Linked DNA regions of Zea mays: all the other regions are linked to region 1. The links are chromatin contacts, called in public Hi-C maps. All regions are on one chromosome and are shown on one strand. The core of a region is the stretch at or near the end of the contact, and the rest is flanking DNA. Distances in the headings are between cores, read along the strand shown. Region 1 overlaps LOC103635738 (E3 ubiquitin-protein ligase KEG). Region 2 holds the start of LOC542182 (RING/U-box superfamily protein). Region 3 holds the start of LOC103635734 (phospholipase A1-Igamma1, chloroplastic).

What was found. A called contact is a pair of places that touch in the nucleus more often than the background predicts.
Region 2: a Hi-C map of ear shows a contact between it and region 1, with 4 times the contacts expected there. The contact joins the promoter of LOC542182 here to the enhancer-like site in region 1. A contact is called at or near these places in 3 of 25 Hi-C or Micro-C datasets (bundle sheath, ear and tassel).
Region 3: a contact with region 1 is called in a Hi-C map of ear, with 2.2 times the contacts expected there. The contact joins the promoter of LOC103635734 here to the enhancer-like site in region 1. A contact is called at or near these places in 2 of 25 Hi-C or Micro-C datasets (ear and tassel).

What each region holds. Positions count from the first base shown.
Region 1 is chr8:116,611,620-116,616,237 of Zm-B73-REFERENCE-NAM-5.0, forward strand. It overlaps LOC103635738 (E3 ubiquitin-protein ligase KEG), which reads right to left. Exons shown (of 15, transcript XM_008658118.3): 14 at 3,872-4,060; 15 at 1,876-3,795. The coding sequence ends at 2,245. Among protein-coding and RNA genes, the nearest start is that of LOC103635738, 23 kb to the right of the region's middle. Within about 2 kb of position 1,877, at least 18 of the 20 cell types and tissues checked have an H3K27ac peak or open chromatin away from gene starts, as enhancers often do. A contact at or near this core is called in bundle sheath, ear and tassel, where this site is marked.
Region 2 is chr8:116,245,302-116,249,919 of Zm-B73-REFERENCE-NAM-5.0, forward strand. LOC542182 (RING/U-box superfamily protein) reads left to right here and starts at 1,926. Exons shown (of 6, transcript NM_001305873.1): 1 at 1,926-2,396; 2 at 3,067-3,924; 3 at 4,006-4,200; 4 at 4,388-4,545. The coding sequence starts at 2,196.
Region 3 is chr8:116,306,758-116,311,375 of Zm-B73-REFERENCE-NAM-5.0, forward strand. LOC103635734 (phospholipase A1-Igamma1, chloroplastic) reads right to left here and starts at 2,447. Exons shown (of 2, transcript XM_008658116.2): 1 at 937-2,447. The coding sequence starts at 2,324.

The DNA.
Region 1 (4,618 bases), core at 627-3,126:
AAAAGTTGGCTTATATGGGCCACGACATCCAATAAAATCACATATAAGTAGTTATCCCGGTGGTATAAGTACTATGTTTTTAATTTGACAATTAAGGTTTAAGTCTTGTTGATCCCTGTTTTTTTTTCTTTTTTATATTTTTTCTGGCACATCCTAATCGTGGCAGCTAGATCCACCGCTGCGGTGAAGTACTCGATGATATGATTGAGGACACCCCTTGGTTGACGTGGCAAGCGCCATGCGTGTGCTGATGATATAAGCTAAGGATTGAGAGGCAAACATGTATTCGATCCTGGCACCAGTATACCACACAAACAAAATGACTATCTCTGCAAATGAGACTTGCGACAGGATAAGTCACGAAAGAGACGGCAACAGAATTGAGAGAGGTTATTGTCCTTGCCAATCCAAGCGTCATATTCCGGATTTGGTGTGGGCTCGGAATCTAGGTAAATTATATAATCTAGTGCAAATAATTCAAGTGGCAAACAAACAACCATATTATGTGGATAGATTATATAATTTCAAGGTCAGATTATGATAATCCCATAATTTATTTAAGATGAGTTTATTGGAGATTATTTTTGGTAAAAGATCCACTGCCTATGGTTATGTTACTAGAAATTACAACGTCTGTCATTCACTTTTCTTCACGAACATGCTAAACCCGAAACCCCAGCACATTCCATCCAGCCATCGCATCGCTTCTCCAATCCAACCCGCCTGCAGCATGTCCATGAACAACCCGTTCACGACGACGGCTGATCCACGGTGGCAGCGCGGCTGCAGAGCTTCATGTCGCGGGCAGAGGAGGTCGCACCTCTATCCATGGCGTGCATGAGCGGCGGACGTGACCTTGCCAATAACACCGCCGGTGCAGGGCGCGACCTCGACCCCATGCTTGCGACACGCACCATCAGCCACGGTCGTGAACTAGAGAACGGCGGCACGGGCTCGTCAACTGTGTCATGGGGCGTCATCAACTGTGGCGCATGGCGCGAACTACCGAATGCCGGCATCGCCACAGTAGTCCACGGCGTAGATGCTGCCTACCATAGTTCGGGTGTGCTCTAGCTGCTCGATAAAATGTTCACAAGAAACATACATGTGCATGCCTCTGTTGTAGCTTCTCGTGGATGAATAACATTCATGATCAAATTGCCAATGCATTATTTGCTAGAATAATACCATTTTCTTTGTAGCGTACTTTCTTATAGAACAATAATATGTACTCGTAGGAATGATAAGCATGGATCAAATCGAATTAAGATAAGGCTTTATTTATATTTATTTTTAAAATAAAATAAATATAGAGACCTAACAAATTGTAAAGAAATATTTAGATCACGATCCATACCACCCTTATATACAACAAATTGTAAAGAAATATTTAGATCACGATCCATACCACCCTTATATACTTGTATAATCTACACTACCAAACAGTTGCATACGATAAATTATAATCTAGATTATATAATTCAGATTATAATCAAGATTATATAATCTTTAAGGTGAAATAGACAGGCCATTAATTCCTCATTTTGTGGAGATTCCTCATTTATTTTGTGGAGGTGGCATTAGAGGTAACAGTTGTGGAGGTGCCATTAGGGTACCAGTGAGCTCTAAATTTTATACTATAAGATTAAAGGATCAGACTCTATTTCTATTCATTTTTAAACTAAACTTTATTTAGAGCCCAACCATTTTGTGAAATTATTTAGATCACGATCCATTACCACACCAACACTGGTGCCACGCATACACAGCAGTGCAGTTTGTACCATATACGTCATCATACTCGTATGCCACTGAGCAGCTTGCAGTAACTCCTGGTACACGCGGCATTGCCAGCCACTCGGTGCACAACGAGTCAGCACATACAAGACCAGTAGACCACTATCAATCAAATTAATGTTCAGGTCCGAACCTGTACACTGGTATATATGGTACACTGAAACCCAAAAGGTATCAGGCGGCATAATTATACATGTAGACCAAAGGGAAAAAAACCTAGGTGGTGGTTATCAACTCTAGGAGTATTTCACTATCGCTGTCTTCTCATTCCCCGGTTATCAACAAGAAATACACCCTGCCATGCATGCCTATGCGATGATAACTATGTGCAACTTGCAACTCCACTGCAGGTTGAGATTTTGCTAAATTTGAAATGCTGCAAAATGGATGGGTGCAAGAAATGAGATATGGGGTCAAAAGAATACCACAAGCCTATGAACAAAAAGGTCAAAAGCCATTAGAAGCCTCCGTCAATAAATGGGCATCATCAAGAACGACATCAGCCGGGTCCCCAATCCAAAGTCTATCCCTCCACCGAAACTTTATCCTCAGCTTTCCGTTTGCATCCACACCCACAACCTCGCCTTTGCTCGCGTAGGTCTCCATCCCCCAGCCCCATCTGGGGGATACAAGACCAGATCGTATCCGTACTTTGTCACCTTGTCTGAAGGGCCTCACCTTTTCCACCTCCCATGCTTTGCATAACCACAGCCTCTCACAGAAGCAGAAAGCAATCCAGAGCTCTCCATCATCAGCCCGGTGGACCACCCCTATACTGCTGTGGTTCACATCACCCCATTGATACACTGGGGTTCCAACTGAGTCCTTAACCTTCACCCAGTCCCCAATACAGACTTCCTCCTCGTCCTCCACTTTTTCCACCTCTGCTGGGTCTGTCAACCAAGCCCTGGCACCAGCTGGTGTATGAATCCTCAGTTTCCCATCTGCGTCAATAGATGAGATTGTCCCTATGCTTGAATGACTATGATTGGACCAACCAAATCTTGGCTGGCGGATACAGCCTCTGATTCGAACACGCTGCCCAACAACAAACTTGCTAACTCCTTCAAGCTGGCTAGAAGGCCCAATCCACCTTTCCTGCTCACCACAAAAAGCGACATGAATGGTTCCATCCCAAGCATCACCTTGATATCCCACCCCATGCACCACACCAATGCTACCAGGCTTGAGTGATCTCCACTGCTCCACATCGTTCCTCAGCCTAACCCACTCTCCAACCTCGAAGATATTCTCAATTTCAAGATCTGCAGGATCGCCTCTCCACAATCCCGGCACACCAAAGAAGGCGACCCTTACTTCTCCATCAGCATGTACACCAGCGATGATGCCTCTAGAATCAGGGTTCGCATCTCTCCATCCCCATCTAGGCTCTGAAATTCCAGCACGGAACCGAACATGCTGACCAATTTTTACTGTCTGCACTTTCTCAATGTCTGTGTTATGGGTTAGCCACTTCCCATGCCTGAAACAGCCAGCTAACTCCAAGTAACCAGAGTCCTGAATGCTATGGACTACTGCAATGTTTATTCTCCCAACACTATTCCAGTCATAAGTAGGTCTGCTCCCAATACTTGGTTTTGGGCGGACCCAATCTCCAACCTCAAAAGCTGAAAGCCTCTCAGCGTCACCAGGAGCAACCTTCCATAAGCTTTTTCGGCCAGAAACCTTGATATTTAAAGTCCCATCCATGTCAATCCTTGATATGGCTCCAATAGTAGCTGCAGTTTCATTTAACCAGCCGAGGCGTGGCTCAGATATGGAAGGTGACACATGAACTTTTTCCCCTACTTCAAATGGTTGTGCCTTCTCGATATCTGCAACTGAGCAAAGAAAAAGCTTGCTTCTAAAGCAGAAAGCAACACCCACATCTCCATCATCTTGTAGACTATGAATTATCCCAATACTATTTCGAGTCACATCCTCCCATCCATATTTGGGTGAGGGAACTGTCACTTTGACTCTAATCCAATCGCCAACCTGCAAATATAAATGGAAGGTAATGATCCAAAGAAAATCGATTAAGGCATTAACATGAATATTAAAAAGTTTATACCTTGAAGTTCTCAATCTTTTCCATGTCCGATGGATCTGCCTGCCATGGTGCAGCCCGATTAGGAATATCAATGATGAGCAGGCCATCACTCTCGATGTCAATTATTTTCCCAACACTGTGATGAGTCTCACCGCCCCATGCATATCTGGGCTCTGCAACAGACCTCTTTACACATACTTGGTCCCCAATCTGGAATTTCGTTTTGCAAAAACAAGAACATAACTAAGAAAAAACAAACAGGCACCAAAATTCCACGAAAGCACAAATATACGAAAGGTGAGTTTCCATTGCTGTATAGCCCTACTGAATCTAGTTAGAATTGTAAAATAGACAGTAAAAATTGATCTTTATGTTTATATAACCATAAGGTAGTCAAATAAACACCACAACAGTACAAAGGGAGCCTTAGATGTAAGGGATTGTAAACACAAGAAGAAATAGATTATATACTCCCTCCGCTCCAAATTATAGTTTACTTTGGTTTTGTCCTAAGTCAAAAATTGCTAGCTTTGACCAAGATTTTAGAAAATAATATTAACACCTACAAGTTCAAATAAATACACTATTAAAATATATTTCATGGAGAATGTAATGAAACTAATTCAAGATTGTTGGTATTTGTGTGTTTTTCATAAACTTAGTCAAAAAAAGAGGTTCAAATTAAGACAAAGTCAAAGTGAACTATAATTTGGAACAAAGTATTGAATAGTAGATAGTTCAAATAATTGAACAGAACTATAAATTACA
Region 2 (4,618 bases), core at 676-3,175, 370 kb before region 1:
TACCCCAAGTTTTAACGACTCATCTTATTTAAAAAATCATAATTATTAATAATTTTTACAATGATATCGTTTAACATGTAATATAATTTAAGTATGGGTTTGAATTTTCCATTTTTCAAAAAATTGAATATGATGAGATGGTCAAACTTGGTAAAAAATCAAACAAATTATAAATTGGGACATATGGTGTATTAATTATCTAGTTTTACTATCAACCTTTTAGCCAACTAAGAGCAAGTCTAATAATATAGGCCACATCAGGGCTTTATGATGTTGACATATCACATATAGCCAACTAAAAAGTTTAGTCAATCACACAAGATGTACATTTAATATTTGGTCCATCTCTTCCCCTCACAATCTCTCTTGGAGTCCATTCTCTCTGTATTTCTCTTTCTTTTGTATCAATGTAAATCTAGGGATTGTTTGGTTGTAGAATTTGACCGGTAACGTAAACGCTATTTGATAACGCTGCAAATGAAAAAGAAGTAAGCTATTACTTAGATTGTTTGGTTCAGCTCAGGTAAGTCCTACTATACTATTGCACTTTGATGGGAGGGGTATTGGATAACACTCCATTTTCTATAAGTCCGTATCCAACTACATGGTAGTACATGGGTCTGTTTGGTTCAGCTTTTTTCTGACCATCTTTTTCGAAAATCTAGATGTGGGGAGAATCTGGCTCTGTAGAGAATCTGTGTATCATTAGGATTACGTGCGGAGGAAGATAAAGTTATCAATGAGACTCAGGATCTATAAAGTGACGGATTACTACTATTGTGACAACTCAACCGATTATATGTTTATGTTGATTTTGAATGTTTTTTACCCAAACGAATTTTATAAAAGCTGGCTGAAAAGCTGAGTGTTTGGCAGTCCGCAGCAGCTTTTGGTGGCCAGAAGCTGCGAGAATCTGGCTGTGTAGAGAATCTAAGTATCATTAGGATTACGTGCGGAGGAAGATAAAGGTGTCCATAGGACTCAGGATCTAGAAAGTGATGGATTCCTACTATTGCAACGACTCAACTGCCCTGTTTGTTTCAGCTTTTGGGGGCTTCTGGCCACCAAAAGCTGCTGCGGACTGCCAAACGCTCAGCTTTTCAGTCAGCTTCTATAAAATTCGTTTGGGTACAAACCATTCAACATCAACATAAACACATAATCGGTTGAGTCGTTGCAACAATAGGAATCCGTCACTTTCTAGATCCTGAGTTCTATGGACACATTTATCTTCCTCCGCACGTAATCCTAATGATACTCAGATTCTCTACATAGCTAGATTCTTCCTACAGCCAGATTCTCAGAAAAGCTGGTCAGAAAAAAACTGAACCAAACAGGCCAAGCGCAATACAACTTAATCAATTGCCATTGTAATCAAATAACGTGACATCCTACCAAACCAAACAACATCCTAATGTATATCTTATAGTTTATCTACATCATCTTATTATATTTGCTTTAACTATTAGGTTTAGTACATTTAAACGTGACGTAAATAAAGTTGTACATACCCTCGGGGCTGTCGCGGCGGACACGGTCGCATAATTAGACATAAGACACTCAAAGTTGTACTATCTATTACTCTCTCTGGTGTACTATTAATTGTCATTTAGGACAACGACGTGGTCCCAAAATATAACTCTGACCAATGTCTTTTTCTTTAAAATACAAATAAATTTTTAATATATTTATACTTTATAAAGTACTTGTTAATACAAATCGGTGCATATAAACATTGTGTTTTAAAACTACATAATAAAATAATTATTTGTAGCCAAAATTTTATAAGTTTGACTAAAATATTATCTAAAAAGACAACTAATAAGACAGAGAGAGTAGTAGTAGTTTGAAAGTGCACAATACACGCCATTATTCGGACGAGTAACCACTCAATCAAACAACACTCCAATCAACGCAAGGACGCATCGTATCGGGTAGTTTTACCGAACCATCTCTCTCTTCGCCTAGCGTGTATGTAGCCAAGCTACGCTAGCGTCTGAAGCGGTGGAAGGAAAGACGAACGAAGCTACAGCTGCCGAGGTCCCCGTTCCCGCCCACCGAGGCGTCGCGCATGCGGCCACCCGCACCCAGGCACTGGCCCGGGGGAGCGAGGCGTGGAGGCGGAGCAATGGCGGGCGGTCTGGACCGATCCGTGCAACTGTAGGCGCGGCGCGGGGGGTGTTGGCTGGTGCGTGATGGGATCTGGGAGCAGCAAGGCAACCACCTCCTCCACGTCGCCCACGGCGGCGGAGGCGGGCGGCGAGGGTAAGAGGCCAAATGGTAGCGAGAAGGCGAGGAGGGGGAGGAGCCTGCTGCCGCTGCCGAGTTCCTCCTGCTTCCGTGGCTCCACGACGCCTTGCGATTGCGACGTTTCCGCAGTGGCGGTGGACGTCGAGGTAAGGGTGTTTCCTTTCCCTCGCGGTGCTTTCGAATCTGTGCGTGTTGGAATGCGGCGAATCAGGCGAAGGAAGGGTGTTTTCACAAATGGAGCGCGGATACGTGTTAGATCTTGTCGCTGTGAGTTTGCTAGCCTCGGTTTCTGAGCGAGCATTTCTGGGGATTCGAGATTGTTCAATGGCTCCATAATTTGGTTTCAAATTGCAGTAACTGAATTCTGAACCATATTTTTTTTTTGGAAACTGAGTTCTGAACTTCTGTTTGATTGGATGTGCTACAAAAATTTCTTTCCGTAAATTATCTTCTTTCTCTTTGATTGCCTGTTTAGTTTCGATCATGTCAAATATTTTTGAACTCCTTGCGTATGAACTGTGGTGCACTACCCCTCAAAAAAATGGAGTACTAAAATGTACTATTATGATTTATGAATGAATAGTACAACTTGTTGGAACTAGATATGTTGCTTTGTTGGAATTCTAAACTTCATTTATCTGTAGTTTTTTAATTGAGTTGCCGTTACAGTTTTGGATCAAAGTCTTCATTTCTGCTATAATTAGACTGCCCATCCCCGTACCTATATCCAAACTCCACTATGTGAACAGCGCAGTCTAGGTAAACTATGGTAAACTGTTGGATTCAGTCTTAAATGATGCATTTGTATGTTTCTAGTGTAACAAGGGAGGGGAGACTGCAAGCCTACCTTCACTCACTCACACTACAAAATCTGATGAAGATGTTCTTGCAACGCCTAAGTCTCATCCCGGTGAAGAGATAACACTACCTTCATCAGATAGGGAAAGAGATCAAGATGATGGCGTGCTACAGAATGCTGCTGCCACTAACACTTTAACAGCAGCCAGTCAATTGACAGATCCTTCTGGGAGGTCAAGGCCACGTTTTGGTGTCAACTTTGGGTTGAGTAGAGCTGTCAGCTTGGGATCATCAGTAGCCTGCTCTATTCTGTCATCTGGCCTCCCGACTTCTGCTAACCCAGGTGAAGGTCGGGGTGATGTGGATGACTCTTCTGATACAGTCATCTCCCAGCAGGGTAGTGCACCAACTGCTGGGATTGATTCGACTCTAGACATGCTTAGAGATAGTGTCACGGCACAAGCTAGAGCAGCTCGTCAGGCTAGAAGAAATCTGCAAGAATCTGAAGATGCTATCTTGAGGAACTCCTACAGAAGGATGGGATCTCAGGAACCTTTTGAAGGCAGTGTTCGGTTTAGCCGAACATTAAGTGTTGGGCGGCTTCGGGACAGAGTCCTCAAACGGCCTCCATTCTCAGATGGGTTATTCACCCCTGCCCTTCTTTACGATAGGGCGGTATGGTTGTCTGGAAATGCTAGTGCTAGGCAAGATTCAGCAGTAATGCAAAGGACTAATTCAGACAGGAGTTCAGAATCGCGCTCTGATCCTTCAACCAATGGTCTGTACAACTTGAGCTCTGAGAGGCAGGCCAGTAATAGTGACCTACTGGAGCGTAGATCAGTTTTTCTTGAGAGGAGGCGGAGGATACGGTCTCAGGTAGTTTGGACTTAAACTTTATTTTAGCCTTGCTTATTACCTCTAAGAATTATAAGTTTATGAGTTTTTTTTTCTTAATAGGTCAGAGCTCTGCAAAGGTTGGGCAGCAGGTTTGAAAATTTATCTGGTCATGAGAGGTCCTGCATACTATCTGGTCAGCATAGAACAGGAACTTGCAACTGCAGAACAGGTAGTCGACAAGGCAATCCTGATGAAGAAACTAGCACAAGGGCTAGCATATCAAGAATTGTTATGTTAGCAGAAGCACTATTTGAGGTACGTTGTGCAAATATACGTACTGCCTCTGTCCAAAAAATGATTGTAATTCTCGCTTTTAATAAGTCAATCAATATCAAGTTTGATCAAATAGATACAAAAGGTACTAATAATATCATTAGATTAATAGTAATGTTCTTGACTGAAGAAGGATACTAACTTGCATCCTTGTGGTTATTACTTTCAGGTTCTGGATGAAATTCACCACCAATCTGCTGCGTTATCGTCATCAAGACCAGCGTTTTCTTCAATTGGATCTGTTCCTGCTCCAAGGGAGATTGTTGAGCGTCTTCCTGCAAAAGTGTATAGGAGACCATTGAAATACCACAGTGAGGAAGCTGCACAGTAAGACATTATGTCCTATTTAGAATAATGTTTGGAAGTTTGTTACTTAATTATATGAATTACAAACAGCTAT
Region 3 (4,618 bases), core at 1,197-3,696, 300 kb before region 1:
AATTGGAATCACTCTATTAGAGAATTAGCTCTCGGAGCTATAGAATTATGGAACGAAGCTCTGTTAAACAAGTCCTTAGATAGATTCACTCGATATCCAGATTCTCTTCATGACAAGATTTTCAGAAAAGCTTCTTAGAAAAAGCCCGAACCAATCAAACCTATGGCTATGGCTGAGAGGAGGGGATGGGGAGAAAGAGATCGATCACCACGTGGACGGTAGGGCCTTCAAATGTGCATTTGATACATATATTCGTCATCAACACTAAAAAAATCGTCATCTACCTCCAAACCTCACAAGCCTGGAATCTCTTTAAACAACTGTGCGTTGAGCATCTTGCACCGATCGGTTTGGAGGTGGTGTACGACTGGATCAGATCCCCTCGTTCATCATCATCCTTTCCGTGCAATCTGGTGACTAGGCTGTCATATCTGTTACTACTCTGTTAGTTGAGCACTTGAGCCCATGCCATGTAGGCCACTAGGCTCCTCCTTCCCCATGATTCGATTCGATGTTCGTCTCAACTAGTCTATCTATCTATATAATCTATTCGTACACGACACGACACCAATATAATGGCTGCAACGTTGCATGCACAATTTGCACACATTTAATTTGTCTCCAACCAAACCTAATCAATTTTTTATATTTGAAAAAAAATAATGCACAGCACAAGGCGCACGTTTGTTTAAAAAAAACACAGTCAAGTCACTCTCTCTCTCTCTCTCATAAAAAATGGAGGCCAGAGTCAGCCCAATTGCTAGGTCCTTGCATGCATGCCTGGCTGATGACGCGCTAGTTAATATCGCCGTCTAATCGCACGACACAGCCGCAGCCGCAACCGCTCTGCCTGGTGATAGCTTGTCTCAAGATGTCAAGCAATGAAGCGACGACGGCGACGCTGTCTGTTACTGTTAAGGTTAGGTGGCTGCTTACCCGTCGATGAGGTGGAGGTGCGCCTCCAGGTCGTGGTAGCACGCGGGGTCCAGCGTGTCCTTGAGGAACGGCGAGCGCTTGTGGTCGAGCGGCAGCTCCACGCCGACGTGGGCGTAGCACCAGGGCACACGCAGCAGGCCTTCCGCCACGCGCCGCACCACCTCGGGCGCCCCCTCGTTCAGCAGGATCCCCGGCATCCGCGTCACGTTGTCGTGCACGTTCACCACCCGCAGCGCCCTCACCCCGAGCTCCTCCTCGAAGCGCCGCTTGAACGCCGTGTTGCCCACCCGCGGGCCCCCGAACGAGAACACGCACACGGGCGCGGCCTCCATGTTCGCGCCGGTCTCCGCGATGTCGTAGGCGCTCAGCATGGCCAGCGCGCTGCCGAGGCTGTGCCCGGTCACCGTCACGCTCACGTCCTCCCCCGCCGCCGTGTAGCGGCCCACCAGCCGGCGGACCTCCGTCAGGACCTGCTCGCGCGCCGAGTACTTGCAGAACCGGCAGCTGGGGTCCCGGTCCGTGTACAGGTCCACGAACCCGGCCAGCACCTTCACCTCCCGGTCCGGGCACGGGATGCCCTCCTCCGCCACGGGCCGGAGGAAGTCCATGAGGTCCGACACCCATTCCAGCCGCGTCACCGTGCCGCGCCACGCGATGGCGATGTCGCGCCGCCCCAGCCGCGCGCTCTCCTCGTCCGTGGACACGGCCACGTACCCGATCCAGCTCGCGCTCTGGCTCCAGATCCTGGCGCCCGCCCGGGACTGCGGGAACAAGTTGGGGAACCGGATGTTGGACGTCGCGAACAGGTACCGGGACACCACGTAGCCGCGCGCCGCGTCCGCCATGCCCAGCCGCTCGAACAAGTCGCGCCGCGAGTACTTGCAGCTGCCGCAGTAGCGGGACGACGGGTCGTAGTCGAAGGCGTCGTAGCAGGCCTGCGCCAGCTCGCCGTACCGGATCAGCTCCGACCGCAGCAGCGGGTCCATGGGGTCCAGGAGCCCCGCCCAGTCGTCGCACCCGTGGATCTCGCGCCACCGACTGCGCAGCTCGTCCCGATGCTTCCCCGCGCCGCGGCGCCGAGCGTTGTCGTCGTCAAGGAACTGCTGCTCCTCTTCTTCCTCCTCCCGCTGCTCTTCGTCTTCTTCTTCCAGAACGTCGTCGCGGTACTGGGCGTTCGCCACGTCGTGCTCGAGCCTTCCGACGAGGGAGGCGACCGCGTCGTCCTTAGTGGCCGCCAAGCGAAGCCGCAGAGTGTTTGAGGTGGTGAGTGATCGCCATCGGCGAGGGGCTGGGCCGCCCGATAGGAAGGAGAGGTGTGGGTGAGTGCTAGCATGGTGGGGAAGAGTCGGTAGCCGGGCGGGAAGGTCGCGGCAGGAGAGGGGCGCCATTGGAAGGCGGCTGAGGTAGTCGTCGTCTGCGGTCTGCTGGATGCGAGGAGAAGAACCGAGGAGACCCAGTTTTGTGCTGGTGCCCACCAGCGACCAACGAGCAGGAGCTGGACGTCAACGCAGCGGGTAGCTAGCCTCAGTGATAATAAGTACTATTTTATTCAATATATCAGTACTCCTTAGACTTGAATTGACGTCACATTGGTTTGATATCGGTAGAGTATTGCCATTGTACTCAAGCTTTTGCGCTCACCTACTGTATTTCACATTTCCTATTGTACGGCTGAGTGCTGACCGGTATGTTTGGTCGCAGTAGTTTACTTTAGATTTTGAAAGGGAATTACAAGTATTAAATATTTATAAAATTAATTATATAGATAAAAGCTAAACAGCGAGACGAATTATTAAGCATAACTAAACTTATTTTTAATACTCGTAATTGATATTTAAACATTTATTTTGACACTTACTAAAGTCAGGACACCAAACGCCCCTTTAACAGCAACAGAGATGTTTGGTCCTAAAAATATAAAGTTTAGGATACTTTTTATTGTTGGATTCAGATTAGATACTATCTCCCGAAAATAAAGCAAAAATTAGACGCATGTGATTTAGCAAATCCCTATTTTATTGAACTGCCATCAATATAAGGTCATGATCAGTTGACCACGCGAGGGGCGTGTTTGTTTTGTTGCTGACCTTACCTCACGAGTTGCCTTGTCAAGGCTAGAGCCAATATGACTAGCTCAAGTTATGGAGAAAACTAAACACACACATCCGGGTAACCATGATGCACATCATGTTGAGAAGCATTTGTGGCACTGGTCACGGCCGGACGGTCCGGTCTTGAGGACCGGATGCTGTGGCCCACGGACGGCCCATCTATAGGCGTGGACAGTCCGCGAATAAATCGAATCAGACGCAAATAATCGTTTTCTGTGCGAGTTTATCCTCTAAATCCACGGTTGTTGTTGGGAGACGCCTAGTAACGAGTCCAAACTTTCTCCCTTATATATATTAAGGGGTACGACCGATTGCAATCACCAACAATCGATCAAACAATCAATATACTTTCCGTTCTTTACATTTTTGCTCTAGGAGTAGATAGTAACATAGTTTTCCCTCTCTAATCTCCGTCTCTCTTAGACTCCACGTCGTTTAGAGGTGTCTTAGGTGGCCTGCTGACCCTAAGACAAACCCTAGAATCTCTCCTCGACGGGGTCCCTCCCAAGAGCGAGATCTAGGTGTTGTTGGTGGACCCGTCGCCTCTGCGCCCGCGCGGACCATCTAGCCATCAGGCGCGGACCGTTTGACTCGTCAGCATAAACCCTAGCCCCTACGCCAGGTCAAGGACCGTCCGACCCTCAGCAGTGGACCGTCTACGTTTCACATAAAGCACCGTCACCAATACACATCACAGTGATTGGCGCCTGGATCGGTACCAACACATTTTTTGGCGACTCCGCTGGGGAAATCAGTGAAGATCTATCAGAACGGTCCTTAATGGTCTGTTCAAAAGATAGCTCTCACGTCTCTCCCAGCAACATCATCGAGCTGACTATACAAACTCTGCCGGCTGAAGATTAGCATGAGTTCGAAGAACACAAGGAGCAGCTGATAAAGGAAGCACACACGAAATTCTTGGCCAACTTCAAACTTCAAAGTGGATAGGAATCACAAGGTCGTCCGGCAGCGGGCGACTGATCTGGCTTCACTTCGATCTGCTACAGCAACCCCCAAGGTAAGCGAAACAAATGAAATTCAATCTCTTAGAGCATACATAGATGAGCAGCGAGACCAAATGCAATAGACCATTGTGGATATGCAAAAATGATTATATGAGGCTAGCACGCGCATTTGATAAATCTATTGTCGCTAATTTTCCTTCGCACAAGGTTGAATCTGGAGAAAACACACGCGATTCATCGGCTACAGATTGGCATGACCAATCACAACCCCTTTACGGGATGCTGATAGACACATATCATAGACAACCACACCCTCCTATGCAAATTGGGGGTAAACCCACCGATCTGCGCACGATCGAACCGTCCGCACGAGAGCGTGGACCTTCCGGGCCAACGGCGGCCGACCCCGTTTTTAGAACTGAATTACTGAAACCCACACCTGGACCGCCACATCTCTCACAAACCCTGAACGAACAATTCAGACCATCCATGCCGGACAGTTCGAATACATCCCTGAATGGTCTGGCCATGCGGCCGGACAGTCCGCACACATAGCCGGATAGTCTACATATTTGGCCAAACGGTCCGGTGCAGAATACATAGAAC